Regions from separate parts of the Rattus norvegicus genome. Here all the other regions are linked to region 1. The links are chromatin contacts, called in public Hi-C maps. All regions are on one chromosome and are shown on one strand. The core of a region is the stretch at or near the end of the contact, and the rest is flanking DNA. Distances in the headings are between cores, read along the strand shown.

What was found. A called contact is a pair of places that touch in the nucleus more often than the background predicts.
Region 2: a contact with region 1 is called in a Hi-C map of kidney, with 2.4 times the contacts expected there. The contact joins two enhancer-like sites. A contact is called at or near these places in 2 of 12 Hi-C or Micro-C datasets (the Rat2 cell line and kidney).
Region 3: a Hi-C map of Schwann cells shows a contact between it and region 1, with 5 times the contacts expected there. The contact joins the promoter of Dnajc1 here to the enhancer-like site in region 1. A contact is called at or near these places in 3 of 12 Hi-C or Micro-C datasets (the A7r5 cell line, the Rat2 cell line and Schwann cells).

Annotation. Positions count from the first base shown.
Region 1 is chr17:86,323,717-86,327,900 of GRCr8, forward strand. No RefSeq gene overlaps it. Among named protein-coding and RNA genes, the nearest start is that of Spag6, 64 kb to the left of the region's middle. Within about 2 kb of position 2,470, at least 86 of the 93 cell types and tissues checked have an H3K27ac peak or open chromatin away from gene starts, as enhancers often do. A contact at or near this core is called in the A7r5 cell line, Schwann cells and kidney, where this site is marked.
Region 2 is chr17:86,800,042-86,804,225 of GRCr8, forward strand. It overlaps Armc3 (armadillo repeat containing 3), which reads left to right. Exons shown (of 19, transcript NM_001287020.1): 11 at 1,232-1,481; 12 at 4,082-4,184. Among named protein-coding and RNA genes, the nearest start is that of Pimregl1, 27 kb to the left of the region's middle. Within about 2 kb of position 2,475, at least 2 of the 93 cell types and tissues checked have an H3K27ac peak or open chromatin away from gene starts, as enhancers often do. A contact at or near this core is called in kidney, where this site is marked.
Region 3 is chr17:86,018,428-86,022,611 of GRCr8, forward strand. It overlaps Dnajc1 (DnaJ heat shock protein family (Hsp40) member C1), which reads right to left and starts at 2,005. Exons shown (of 12, transcript NM_001400837.1): 1 at 1,514-2,005. The coding sequence starts at 1,756. LOC134482756 (a long non-coding RNA gene) reads right to left here and starts at 1,507. Exons shown (of 2, transcript XR_010059278.1): 1 at 1-1,507.

The sequences.
Region 1 (4,184 bases), core at 1,220-3,719:
CAGCAAGTTCATGGCCTGTTAAAGCGCCCAGTGCCTATGAAGTGTAAATCTGTATGGTGGCCCTCTAACCCGTGCTGTCCATCCTCGTAAATGTGGGGAGAACTAGCAGCTAGGATTAAGGAGGCACTCTTCTGTTCCTTTGCCAAGATAACTTCTGATAGTGCATAGACATGAGTAACCTGAGATAGCCCTACACGTCCTTTTCTTTCTTCGAAAATGTACACATGATCTGTTCGGCCTTGCTTCATCCTTTTGTCATAGTTAAGTTCAGATGGAATGTTGTTCAAGTGCAAATATTAAAAATTGTAAACACAACAAGAGAGACGGTTTTCATTGCAAACACCGACTCACTCACTGCAGAGGCAGAGGAGAGCAGAGTGTGTATTTTGAGTGGTTTGCAAGGCTAGAACTTTTAGCAGTTGCTCAAGAGAACACGGCACTAGGAAGGCAGGTTTGCAGGTGTCTACGGCAGAAATCACTGTAGTCTCCGGCTTGCAGATTTCGTAACAGTTTGTAAGTGGCCAAGAGAGGGAGGATTTTGTGGTCAGAGTTGTGGAAATGTTCTATTTAACATCTGGTGAGTCCCGTCTCGAATTACTGTTGATCAAGTTACAGATGATTAGCAAGCCAGGAGGGAGTCAAAACGTGTCTGACAAATCTTCAATAAACCGGTGGCAATTATTATTAAAAACCATGAGCCTAATGTTCTTATATTTAAAATAATGCCCCCCCCCAAATTTTGCAAAGCATTGTGAGCTATAGATTGCTGTGAAAGGCTCATAACTTATCTCCTCCTGGTGATTTAAACACAGCTTTGTGAAAATGAGCTAAAAACTTGTAATTAGAGCTGCAGATTAACAGCTTTGTAATTGCAATTGAAAGTGTTTCCTGTTTTACGCAAACATGCATCTCAACTTTTCAAACTTCCAAATGTTGAGAGCATGTAAGAGTCTACGATGTAGGAATTAACTCGCACGAGGAAACACCAAGGGAAACCAAATAACTAGAAGCCCAAACTTTTATCTCCCTCCCAACCCAAATATTTGGCAAGGATCTCAACCGACTGCTTCCTAAACTAGCACTTTAAAGAGACAGTCATCCGGTGCCAAAACAGCGAGAAAAAAAATTTTGTTATGATTGTGAAATCTTTAGGAAAGTATACGTAACACCCAAACACTGCCAAAGAAAAGCTAACCTCGAGGGCAGTTTTAAGTGCTGAGATTCGATGAAAAGATGGGATCCCAGGGCATGAAAAGCAAGGATAAACAGAAAGGAAAACAGATACAAAGTGGCGCGTTAGAGAAAGTACAGCGGACTACTCAGTCGCAGCTTCCAGGCAATCCCATCAGGCCTTGGGAGTGTCCGTGGTAGAAACTGATAGACTGCACAGTGATTGTTTTCCCGCCTCTGTGAAGGTTTGTCTCCTGCTGTTCTAACTTTGCGCTGGGGCCATGGGCAGATAGAGGCACTGTCAGAGCCCCCTATAAGGAAGCAATGTGGAACCCTCACCCTCAATGGTTGGGGGTTACTTGGCAGGGAGGGACCAGGAGAGGGACCATCTGCAGAAAGGCCAGCCCTGGATACTAAACCAGAGGTGGTGGTAGGGTTGGTGGGGCTAAGAGAATCTGGGTTGTTCTTTAGACAACAAAATTGCCATATTGTCCTCCAGGCACAAACTCTTTCTATTGTTAGTACACTAACTTTTAGGGGACTCAGTTCTGAGACTGTGTGCTCTTAAAGCTCAGATTTCCTAAGCAGTAAATAATGCTCCTACCGGCGCCTACCCTAGAAAAAACTTCCCCCCAAAGTGCACACCCTACCTCTGCCAACTTTTGGGGACGTTATTTTGCTTATAGCTCGAACAGAATGAACTCCATGTACCTTCAGTCTGCAGTTCTGTGGATTGTGGCAGCTGTGATGAAACCACCAGTACTTTTGAGATATAAAGTTATTTTTAGCCTCCGGTGTACTTTCATTTTCTGGCCAGGCAAATGCTTTCCCTCTTTACAGTTTGTAAACCTCATAGTCATGGACCCGAGTTGGCCTCGGTCTTTTCTGCGATTTTCCTCATGGTATGCTTTTAGATCCGTGTGAGTTGTCACCTGTATTAACACCGAGTTAATGCTGGGCCACTTCTCGAGGGTGTGGTGTGCTTTTAGACAACTTTACCTGCATGGGCCTCATTCCGCCTCACCATCCTGACCGGAACAGCATTCCAGCTTGGGAAGGGAGCACCAAGCAACTCCTGCTTGTCAAGCCTAAGTGGACAGAGGGGACCAAGGACGTCGTGACGAGGAACAGACACTGGAAGTGGGCGCAGTCACCCTCGGACGCAATCCAGGCCCAGGGCTTCCCCGATGCTGGAGTCATCACACGGGGACACCCTGCGACCGCCTCGGACACCAAGGGCTCCAGCTGGGCGGCCGCCGGGGCACTGGAGTGCAAATGTCTGATCCCGAGGCTCACAGAAGGCAGGAGGCTGACCAATAAGCACCCCGCGCTCGGTCTACGGCTGCAGCTCCCGGAGCCGCGGGCTTATAAGTGCAGGGCTGGCCGCACTACACCGGCGTTTCCCTCCGCGCCGGCGCCGTGCTCCTCCGCGCGCGGACCGCGCTAGTCCCCGGCGGGGCGCTGGGCCCCGGGCTTGTGAGCCTCTCCGCGGGCGCCCTTCCCGCCGCTGCCACTGGGCTCTGGGAGCAGGGTGGCCGCGCCACCGCCGCGCGCTGCACGGAGCTGGCCTTGTTCTGCGCGGCGTCCGCTTGCAGGGCGTCGGGAGAAGGGGGTCGGTGCGCGTGGGGACAGAGCCCGCGGCGCCTCCGCTGCCTTCCCTCCCGGCCCCGAGGCCGACTTTCGTTTTGTGCCTGTTCACGGACTCAGCGGGCCGCTTTGTCTGTCGGCCGAGCCGCGGCCCAGCGGCCTTCCCGGGGCTGCAAGACGGAAAAAGCTGGGGCGTGGGTTTGGATTGTGCGTCACCTTCTCCTTTAGATTCGAGCCCTCGGCCGTTGTCCGCTTTAGGGTTTTGATCGTTGGGTTTTGTTGTTTTCTTGTGCTCAAAATGATCGGAAGCTCTGGCTCCCTGTACCATCATCTTGTGTCAGGAAAAAAAAAAAGGAAAGAAATAAAAAGGAAGGAAGGGGAGAAAAGGAAAGAAAGGAAAATAAACAAGTTTATTTATGAGGCCTCCTCAGATGGGGTGCACAGCCCTTGGCAGAAGCAATGTGACCAGAGAGAGCCTTGGGGCCTGGGGGTAAGGGTGGGAGACTGACCTGCGTTAGAATTAGGTTTGGGGTCCTACCTATGATTTAAGACTATCCAAAGGGAACGTGGGAAGAAGTTGGGTCTAAGAAGTCATCAGGGAAGGCATCTGTTTGCGCATACAACGGGTCAGGAATGAGAAAACAAACAAGTAATAGCAAATAAATAATACTAGCAAGGCAAGATGTGAACTCGAGTTCGGCCTTAGAGCTTCTTGTCTTGCCAATTTCCTCCCACAGCCGTGACATTTTAAACCTTTTGCTAACATTCTATAGTTTACATATTTGCTTATTGCTTTCTCTCCTTCCTGTAAGTGTATGAAAAACAAAACAAAACAAACAACAACGAAAAACAACAAACCAGGAGTTCACTGTTTCCTCTGAAACAATATACTGACAATATACTGGGAGCGTTGCAGATATTTGCTGAATCAGCAAATAAAAGGCATCACTTCAAGGTCCTGAGTTGAGGATAAACACATCACAGGACACAAGGAAAACTGTTCTCAACTCGCATTTATTTATTTATTTATTTATTTATTTATTTATTTATTTATTTAGACTCAAGAACTCATAAGGAATAGCTAAGAGGAAGCCAGATTGCCATTTCATTTTTCAGAGGAAAAAAAAGAGTTCTCTCCTCTGTGCTGCCTTCCTTTCTAGGGACTGGTACTGTGATGTGAATTCACCTAACGTGTATAAGGAAAATGAAAGTCCACATTGTTCTTCAATTACAGATCTCCAGTCACAGATCCCCGCCCCGCCCCCCTCCCAGTATGTGTAAATGTCATAGCATTCATGGCCCGCTGCTGCGGGACTTTGAAGAGTGCCCAGATGGAATTATACACTATTAAAGACACACCTGGACGGTGCTTCGGATGAAAACTGGATGAACCTCCTTTAGCTTAGAGGAAAATGACCTGGAGTACT
Region 2 (4,184 bases), core at 1,225-3,724, 480 kb after region 1:
ACTTTTGTTTTGAAGGACACTGGTCCTCCCTCACAGTAAACAGATTCAGGTGATGCTATCGAGTTAAAGGCATTGGGACGCCAGGGACTACACCAGACAGCATTACCCCTCCCCCCTTTCTGGTTTTATGACACAATCCTAGGTGATAAAGAGTCCATGCCATATAAATTTGAGATGTTCAAACTCGAGACGTTCAAGTTATTAGAGTGTCAATAATCTTTGCTGTCTTGATGACTTGTACTAACACGGTAACTAAGATAAATGGTAGATGTTGTTATTGTTGGCATGGTTGTTGTGTTGCTGGGGATTGAGCCTAGAGCCATGCCTGTGATAGGTAAGCGTGTGCTATGTTAGCATTCTACTGCCGGCCACATCTCCAGGCCCCTTCATGCTTTTTGCTTTTTCTTTTGAGACTGTCTTACCAAGTAGCCCAGGCTAAACTTGAGCTCACTCTGTAGTCAGGAAAGGTCTTGAACTCCTTGCTCTCCCCGTTGCTGAGACGATAGCTCCGGTAGGTCTGGCCCCTGTAGGTCCTTTGGAGCCAGTGTGCTCCGTATATCTTATTACACAGGGTTATATTTTCAGGCACTTAACAGTACAGCCCCTTGCATGAAATGCCTCCCATCTTTAACCGTCGTAATAAGCCTGTCTTGGCCAAAATGCATGCATGACTGACTTCCTTGTCGAGTACAACTCTCTCAGGAAGCCAGGGCAGCAGAAACCTGAAGCAGCCAGTCGTATCACGCCCACAGTCAAGGGGAGACAGCTATGAAATTATACATGAACACGAGTGCTCAGCTGGCTTTCTCCACTCACATAATTCAGAATCCCATGCCTAGGGAATGGTGCCACCCACAGTGGTCAGGTTTTCCCATATCAGTGACTAGAATCAACATAATTCCCCCAAAACACTCAATCAAATCTAGACAATGCTTAACTTAGACTCCTCTCTGGTGACTCTAGATTGTTGACAATTAAAATCATCTTCACTGAGGATAGTAACTGACCAAACACCCAGCACTTAGAGTACTAAAACGTTTTGGTTTATTTTTCTATAACCCAAAAGGATTGCATAATTTCACTCATTTATCCCAGACTGCACTTAGATCAGTAGCATTTCCTTCTGGGCTCATTGCATGACAAACCACCCTGTTTCTAAGTGGGTTGCAAACTCCTCTGATACTGCCTTGAAATTGAGAGAATGGCATTCCTTTCTCTCTGTTGTTCACAGTGCTGCTGCAGAAGCAGATGCCATTGACCCGCTGATAAACATCCTGTCGAGCAAGCGGGATGGAGCCGTTGCCAATGCTGCCACGGTGCTGACCAACATGGCCATACAGGAGCCTCTGCGAGCTATCATCCAGAACCACGAAATAATGCGCGCACTGCTGGGCCCGCTGCACTCCACCAACACTGTGGTGCAGAGCACCGCGGCGCTCACTGTGGCTGCCACTGCCTGCGACGTGGAGTCCCGCAACGAGGTGAGGCTGAACTGGTTCAGAGTTATGCCATCTGCTCAGACCACTATCCAATCTTCGCAACTGTCTTCATTTCTGTTGACACGTCTCTTTTCTAGTGAGGCATCCAGCTAGCCACTGGGTATTTATCTACCACTACCCGTGCGGGGCACTGAGCTGGGTGTTGGTACCTTGTTGCCAAGCGACAGTGCGGTGGTCAAGCTATCCCGCGCTTGCAGAGGACCTGGGTCTGCCTAGTCCGGGACGCTACAGGAGACTGTTTTCTGCCTTCCTGTCCATACTGACTCTCCAGCGCGACCCTGCTCACACCATTGCACTCTACGTCCATGTGAATGTCCGCTCTTTCCTTACCTCCTCCATTTCTCTGAATGCAAAGGGCACCTTGCTTGTTATCTACCTGGTAAATAGTTCTTCCCACCCAAAGCCGCCTTTACCCACCTCATCTTGCGGCACATTCTCCAACCCCCCAGCTTAGCTGGAGCCCTCTTTGTGCTTCTGTTACTCGCCAGGTCTCTCCCTGTCTTCCTATTCCACATCTCAGGGTTCAAGAAGGAAAAATTATAAACGCCTCCAAACTTTTGGGAAAGGAACAGAATTTTCTGCCCTTTGTCCTTGTTGCTACTGTATGCCTGGTACATACTGTTCACTTGTGAATTATTTTCTACAGGGTCTCACTGCAGAAGCCAGTCTGGCCTCTGGCCTGGGGCTCACCATCCTCCTCCCTCTGAGAGCTGGTATTGCAGATGGGGGCCTCCATACCTGACTTTCATAATGCCCGTTTAACGTTAGCTGTTAAATGAATGAGAAAATGAATGGACGGAGGAATTAATAAGTTAGCTCTCTGCCAATAGAACACAGGGTGTTAGACTTCTATCTTGGTGATACCCAGAAATAAATGTGGTCAGAAATTTCGTCCTAAGCATGCCATGTCTCAAACGAACCAGTGCCCCTGTGTTTGCCTTGAAAATGTTTGAAAGTGAATCATTGTCCACATGGCCTTGACTTTGAACATTGCCCTTGGCACTATTTCTGGAACGTTCTTTTTATTCTCCAGACATAGAGAATGTAACATTGCTTCTCAAGCACAAGACCAACAAGCAAACTTTCAGATGGTTGCTTTGTTGTTGGAGGTCCATCCCCAGAAATGTTGAATGACGTAACTGACATAGCTCCATCCAGCTCCTTTCTTGTTCTCTTCTCCTTGTCTGTTCCCTAAGGAATCGACTTTTATTTGGTGAAGATAACAAGGCCAAGCCCTTTCCTGCAGGACTCTTCAAGCATGGCTTTGGCTCTGCTGCTGACCTGGGCCGTGCTGTGCTGTGAGGAGTGTTTGTCAGCTCAGAGGAACAGTGAGCTGTAGTCCCAGTGTGCACATGCAAGCATGGTGTGTGTGTGTGTGTGTGTGTGTGTGTGTGTGTGTGTGTATTTGTGTGTATGCCTGTGTGTAGTATGTGTGTATGTTTTGTGCATATGTGTATGTTGTGTGTGTTGTATGTGTACATTGTATGTGTATGTTTTGTGTGTGTATGTTTTGTGCATATGTGTATGTTGTATGTGTGTTGTATGTGTACATTGTATGTGTATGTTTTATGTGTGTATGTTGTGTGTGTGTATGTTGTGTGTGTATGTTGTGTGTGTGTATGTTTTGTGTGTGTGTTGTGTGTGTGTATGTTGTGTATGTATGTGTGTGTTGTGTATGTTGTGGGTATGTGTATGTTGTGTGTGTATGTTTTGTGTGTGTATGTTGTATGTGTATATGTTGTGTATGGTGTGTGTGCATGTTGTGTGTATATATGTTGTGTGTGTATGTGTGTTGTGTGTCACTTCCATTGGCCATGGCAGCTTCTCGACTAGAGACATCTGCATTCTTTGGCTTACGTCCCTTCCTCGCCTTCAAGATGGTCACAGCAGCAGCACATCCATCCCATTGTGCCCTCTGTTTCCGGCATCCTGGCTTCTTTTGTTACAATCTTTGTGAGGACACTGGGACTGCTTAGAGTATAGCACCGTCCCCTAGTGACAACGACTTCACTTTTATCACCTGTGTAAAGTCACTTTCAGCAGTAGGGGACACATTTATGTCTGTCATGACCAAGTGAAGCGTCAGTGTTCAGGTGCAGGCTGATTGAGCAGTTTCCCCCTTACTGCAGGGCGTGGGCTCCCAGCGGTGTCCCAGGGGAATTCTGAAGACATCTGCATTGACTTTCCTGGGTTTCTTAGCCCAGAATGAAAAGCTGGATTCTTACGAAGACTGGCAGACTTCCCTCTGAATTTAACAACTCTAAATTGGCTCATTCTAAAAAAGTTGAACCCTTTGTATATTCAATGAGATTTTTCTAATGTATGAATGCTGATTTTTTTTTCTATTTCCCATGCCCTGCTGAGGATGGAACCCAGGGTTCCAGGCATGGCAGGCAGCTCACCACCCATGAACCATATCAACAGGGCCACCCTGGGGTTTTGCAGTTAGGTCTTGCTCTGCACCACAGGCTGGACTTGAACTTGGAGCCTCCTGCCCCAGCGACTGAACACTGAGATTACAGATATGGGCTGCCACTCCTGTGGCTGTACTCTGAACGTGTCAGTTTTGGTTTCTGTTGCAGTTGAAGAACTGCGGCGGCCTGGAGCCCCTGATTGAGCTCCTGCACTCCAAGAACGACGAGGTCCGAAGGCACGCCAGCTGGGCTATAATGGTCTGTGCCGGTG
Region 3 (4,184 bases), core at 755-3,254, 310 kb before region 1:
CCAGGCCAGTCAGTGCAGCACAGTGAGAAACCTTGGGTGTGGAGAGAGGAGGTAATTAACTTAAATAAAATAAAAAACAAACAAATAAATGAAAAATATTTAAAGGAATTATTTTCTGTTCTACCTAATCTAGATTTTTTTTTTTGAGTTAAAAAGTGAAATGAACCTTCTGACCATGTGTAGTGGGAAAAGCCTATAATCTCAACATCCAGGAGGAGCCTGAGGCTGGAGAATAACAGTTTAGAGGATAGGCTAAGCTACATGAAGACCCTATCTCAAAAGCCTAAGCCTAAATAAAGTCTTCAAACTTACATTCTCACTAACTATTGTTACATACACTGCATTATCATTTACTTTGGAAATGAGGCATATTTTTTCCTCTATGAGCAGGAAGTAGCACAAGGTAACACCTTACAATGACCACAAAACCACTGTACATAATATTTTTAACTCTTAAAAAATGAGAACTGTTAAGTTCAGTACCGTGGCAATTTTATACTCAATAATTTTATATGCAATCATGGAATTAAAATGCAATGAATGAAAATTAAGCTTCTGTTTAATAGTCCAATTAATTTTCTTTGAAAGTTTCCTATTTCATAACGTACAGGAAGAGGTACATTTCTTAGCTAGTTCTGTTAAATGTGTCTTTTGTTGCTGTTGTTGTTGTTGTTGTTGCTGTTGTTGTTTTAGCTCCACAACTCATATCTTGTGTGAAGGACTCAATCAGAGCTTGGGAAATTCTTTCATTTTATGATCATGAAGTTAGTGACATGTCTTCATTTTTCTGTTCATTGTTTGAGGTAGAGCCTGAACAAATCCCCTCACTCACTTTCAAGTAGAAATAAAAGAGAACAATAGATTTTACAAGTTAAAGATGCAAGTTACATCCAGAACAGAAATGAATGGAGAGGAAAGGACATATACACAATACTATACCGGGCTCCTCTTCCAACAGCACCCCAAACACCTCAAACCCTGAAAGCTTCACAGCTTCTATGAGTCCTAAGACCAAACCGGAGGAGGTTTCAAATTCTTCCAGACCTCTAACTGCAACACCAACACTAACAGCTGGCTATAACGATTACAAAATACAGTGCAAGAAAACTGCTAACAGACGCTGGGCAAAATGTATTTCTGTCTTCCCAGGAAGGACGAGGGAGGAGGCAGATGAAGTAAAAATATGTTTAAGTGGGAAGATGACAATTTGGGGTGATACATGGTTACTGTGTCACACTTAAGACTGGGTAAGTATTAAAAAAAAAAAAACGGTCTGCCTACACCTCTCTTCCTTCTTCCTTCAGCACAGCTTCAGAGGTGGGGGAAGGATGGTCTCCAGAAAGCCAAAGAAAAGGTATCAGCACTCCCAAGCTAGTTGCACGGTCCAGCCTAACACTTAGATCAGAACTTCTGAAGTTGGACCGACAGTGGACTGGGAAGAGATGGCGGTCAAGACGACTCAGCTGAGTGAGGAGGTCCCCCTCTACCCCTCCGCCGCGGCCGGCGCGCTTACCTGCTGCACCCCGAGGAACTCATAGAAGTTCAACTGCACCTCCTCCACCAAGTCGAACAACTCCAGGTCTCCGCTCTCCCAGGCGCGCACCGGCCGCACGGCCACCAGCAGAAACAGAAGCAGCGGCCACAGCGGCCGCATCGAGGACGACACCAGCCCAGGACGCCGGGGAAGTCGCGCGGGTCCGAAGCCGGGAACCCACATATTGCTGGACTCCGAGAGAGCGGTCCGCAGCCACGCCATGCGCCGGCCGAGAGAGGGGACGTGGCGGGTGGCGCGGGCAGTGGGGACGGCGCCTGTCAGTCAGGAGCGCGGGCAGCCGCCCGGAAGCGGCCAGCCAGGCTGCCGGCTCCACGGAAGCACCAATAGACGCGGAGAAGGGGGCCGGGGAGCGGAGACCAGTCGCAGCCCGCTCTCCCTCTCCGGACCCTCGCCCCGGCCTAAGAACAGCTGGAGAGCCAGCGCCGGGAGCCAGGCTGCCTTGTGGGAGAGGCTTCCCCAGGCCTCAGCCTATCCCAGGCCTCGCTTCCGGTGACATCACGTCTCCTAGCAACTGCGGGGCGGGGCCGAGGCCGGAAGTAGGAACGCCAAGCACTCTGGATTCCGGCCTGGGAGAACAGCCTTTCCACGCTGGCTGAGGGAGGTTGACAATCTCAGACCTCCAGGGCCCAGAATGCCTCCTACCTGTAGGTTTTCTTCCCTATGCCTTCTATCTTGTTTTCCTATGTATTGATATTAAAAGCATATTTCAGGGTGGATGTATTTTATTGATTAAGGCTTCTGTTCCTGTGCATGTTTTTTTCTTTTTCTTTTTTTTCGGAGCTGGGGACCGAACCCAAGGCCTTGCGTTTGCTAGGCAAGCGCCCTACCACTGAGCTAAATCCCCAACTCCCCTGTGCATGTTTTTATTTAATCAGTAAAGATAGGATAAATTGAATTAATACCTAAAAGGCACAGATACACTCCAGTGTGGTTTGGGGGGGAGCGGGCACAAAAGGGAATTTAACCAAGAAAAAAAAATTATACTTCTAAATATGAATTAAGATTTGCGGGTAATAATCCGTGCAAATAAGCAGCCTGTAATTTCCAGGAATTCTGAAGCCCTCTTCTGGCTTCTGCAGGATCCTACACACACATGATACACATAAATCAAGCAAGCAAATACGCATACATATAAATAAATTTTAAAATATTCTTTTAAATCTGAAGTTTATTTCCTTAAAGTAAAACTAATTTTGGGCCTAGTGTTAACTCCTCGATGAAGACCACTTCTTGCTCTTGCAGAGGACCTGAGCTTTGTTCCCAGTACCCACATTGAGGTGGTTCACAGCCGCCTGTAATTTAGCTCCAGGTGATCCAACACCCTCTTCTAGCTTCCACAGGCACCTGTGCATGTGTCCATACACATAGGCAGACGTGTACATATGCATAGAAATTAAGAAATCTTTTTTTTTTAAAGACCTGTCATCTTTACCAAGTCTCTCTATATTGAAGCGGATGTTTCATTATTTGATGAGTGAAATTGTCAAAAATAATATGGTTACAAAAACTTTTTACCCAACATCTATCTTTCCCATATTTGATGATGTTATTCAGTGGCATGTTATTTGAAAGTGGTGTGATCTTGCCACAACTGTAGCAGTATTAGTATGAGCTTTAGCAGATAGGACTCTGTGTTGTCCAAGAACTCCAAAGACTTACTCCATTTTCAGGGAGTGTACCACTTCCTAAGGCCAGGCTGATACAGGAGTAGAGTTTCCTCTTTCTTCAATCCAGTGCTTTTCACAGGCATTGATCTTGAGGGTTCTTCCCATCCAGTTTGAATGATGCCTCCTTCTCCGAGACAATGTTCTTACTGCAATTCAAACTTGTCATTTTTTGTGTTAACTGTTAACACAGTTGAATAAATCCTTTGTCTGGGACTAAGGGCAGTTATCTGCTGTTTTCTTCCATGGTGACGTTTACTGATCCTAGGCATGGAGTGGCTGGCTTTAGCCTGCTCTGAGGGACTTTACACAGATAAAAAGAAAGCAGTGAAATGTTTGCTTTGAATCGTAAATGGACTAAGAGTACAAAGAAGTCCCAAACTTACAACCAGCAGTCCCACAAGACACCTGCTAAGTCTTGGATATTGCTTGACGTTCAGGAGCTGGGCTCAGAGTAACACCATCTACCAATATAAGGCATGTGACGGCTATGCCGAGTGTAACTCCACTATACCTGGATAAAATACAATCCAGAAGTGGAGGGCACACCTGAGTCCCGGATCCTGAGGCTGGACGACACAAGCTTTTGATTCAGATCTTGAGGCTGGAAAGCCGCACACCTTTGATCCAGATCTTGATCTTGAGACACACCTTTAATCTGGGCCATACCTGCTGGAGGATTACATAGGAGCGATGGAAGGAGGAAGGGTTCGTACTTCTTTGCCTGCTTGTGTTCACTTTGCCAGCACATCTGTTGGAGCCTACTTTTTCAGGATTCCAGCTTATACAGAAGACCAGCTGAACTACTTATCATTGTGGAACCAAGCAACTACTAGATTCTTGGCCTTCCTGTTCACAACTGGCTGTTGTTGGGTTAGTTAGTTAGTTAGTTCGTTCATTTGTTCGTTCGTTAGTTCTTAACTAGAAGGACTAGCCTACCTCAACTGCATGGGCATTATTCTTCA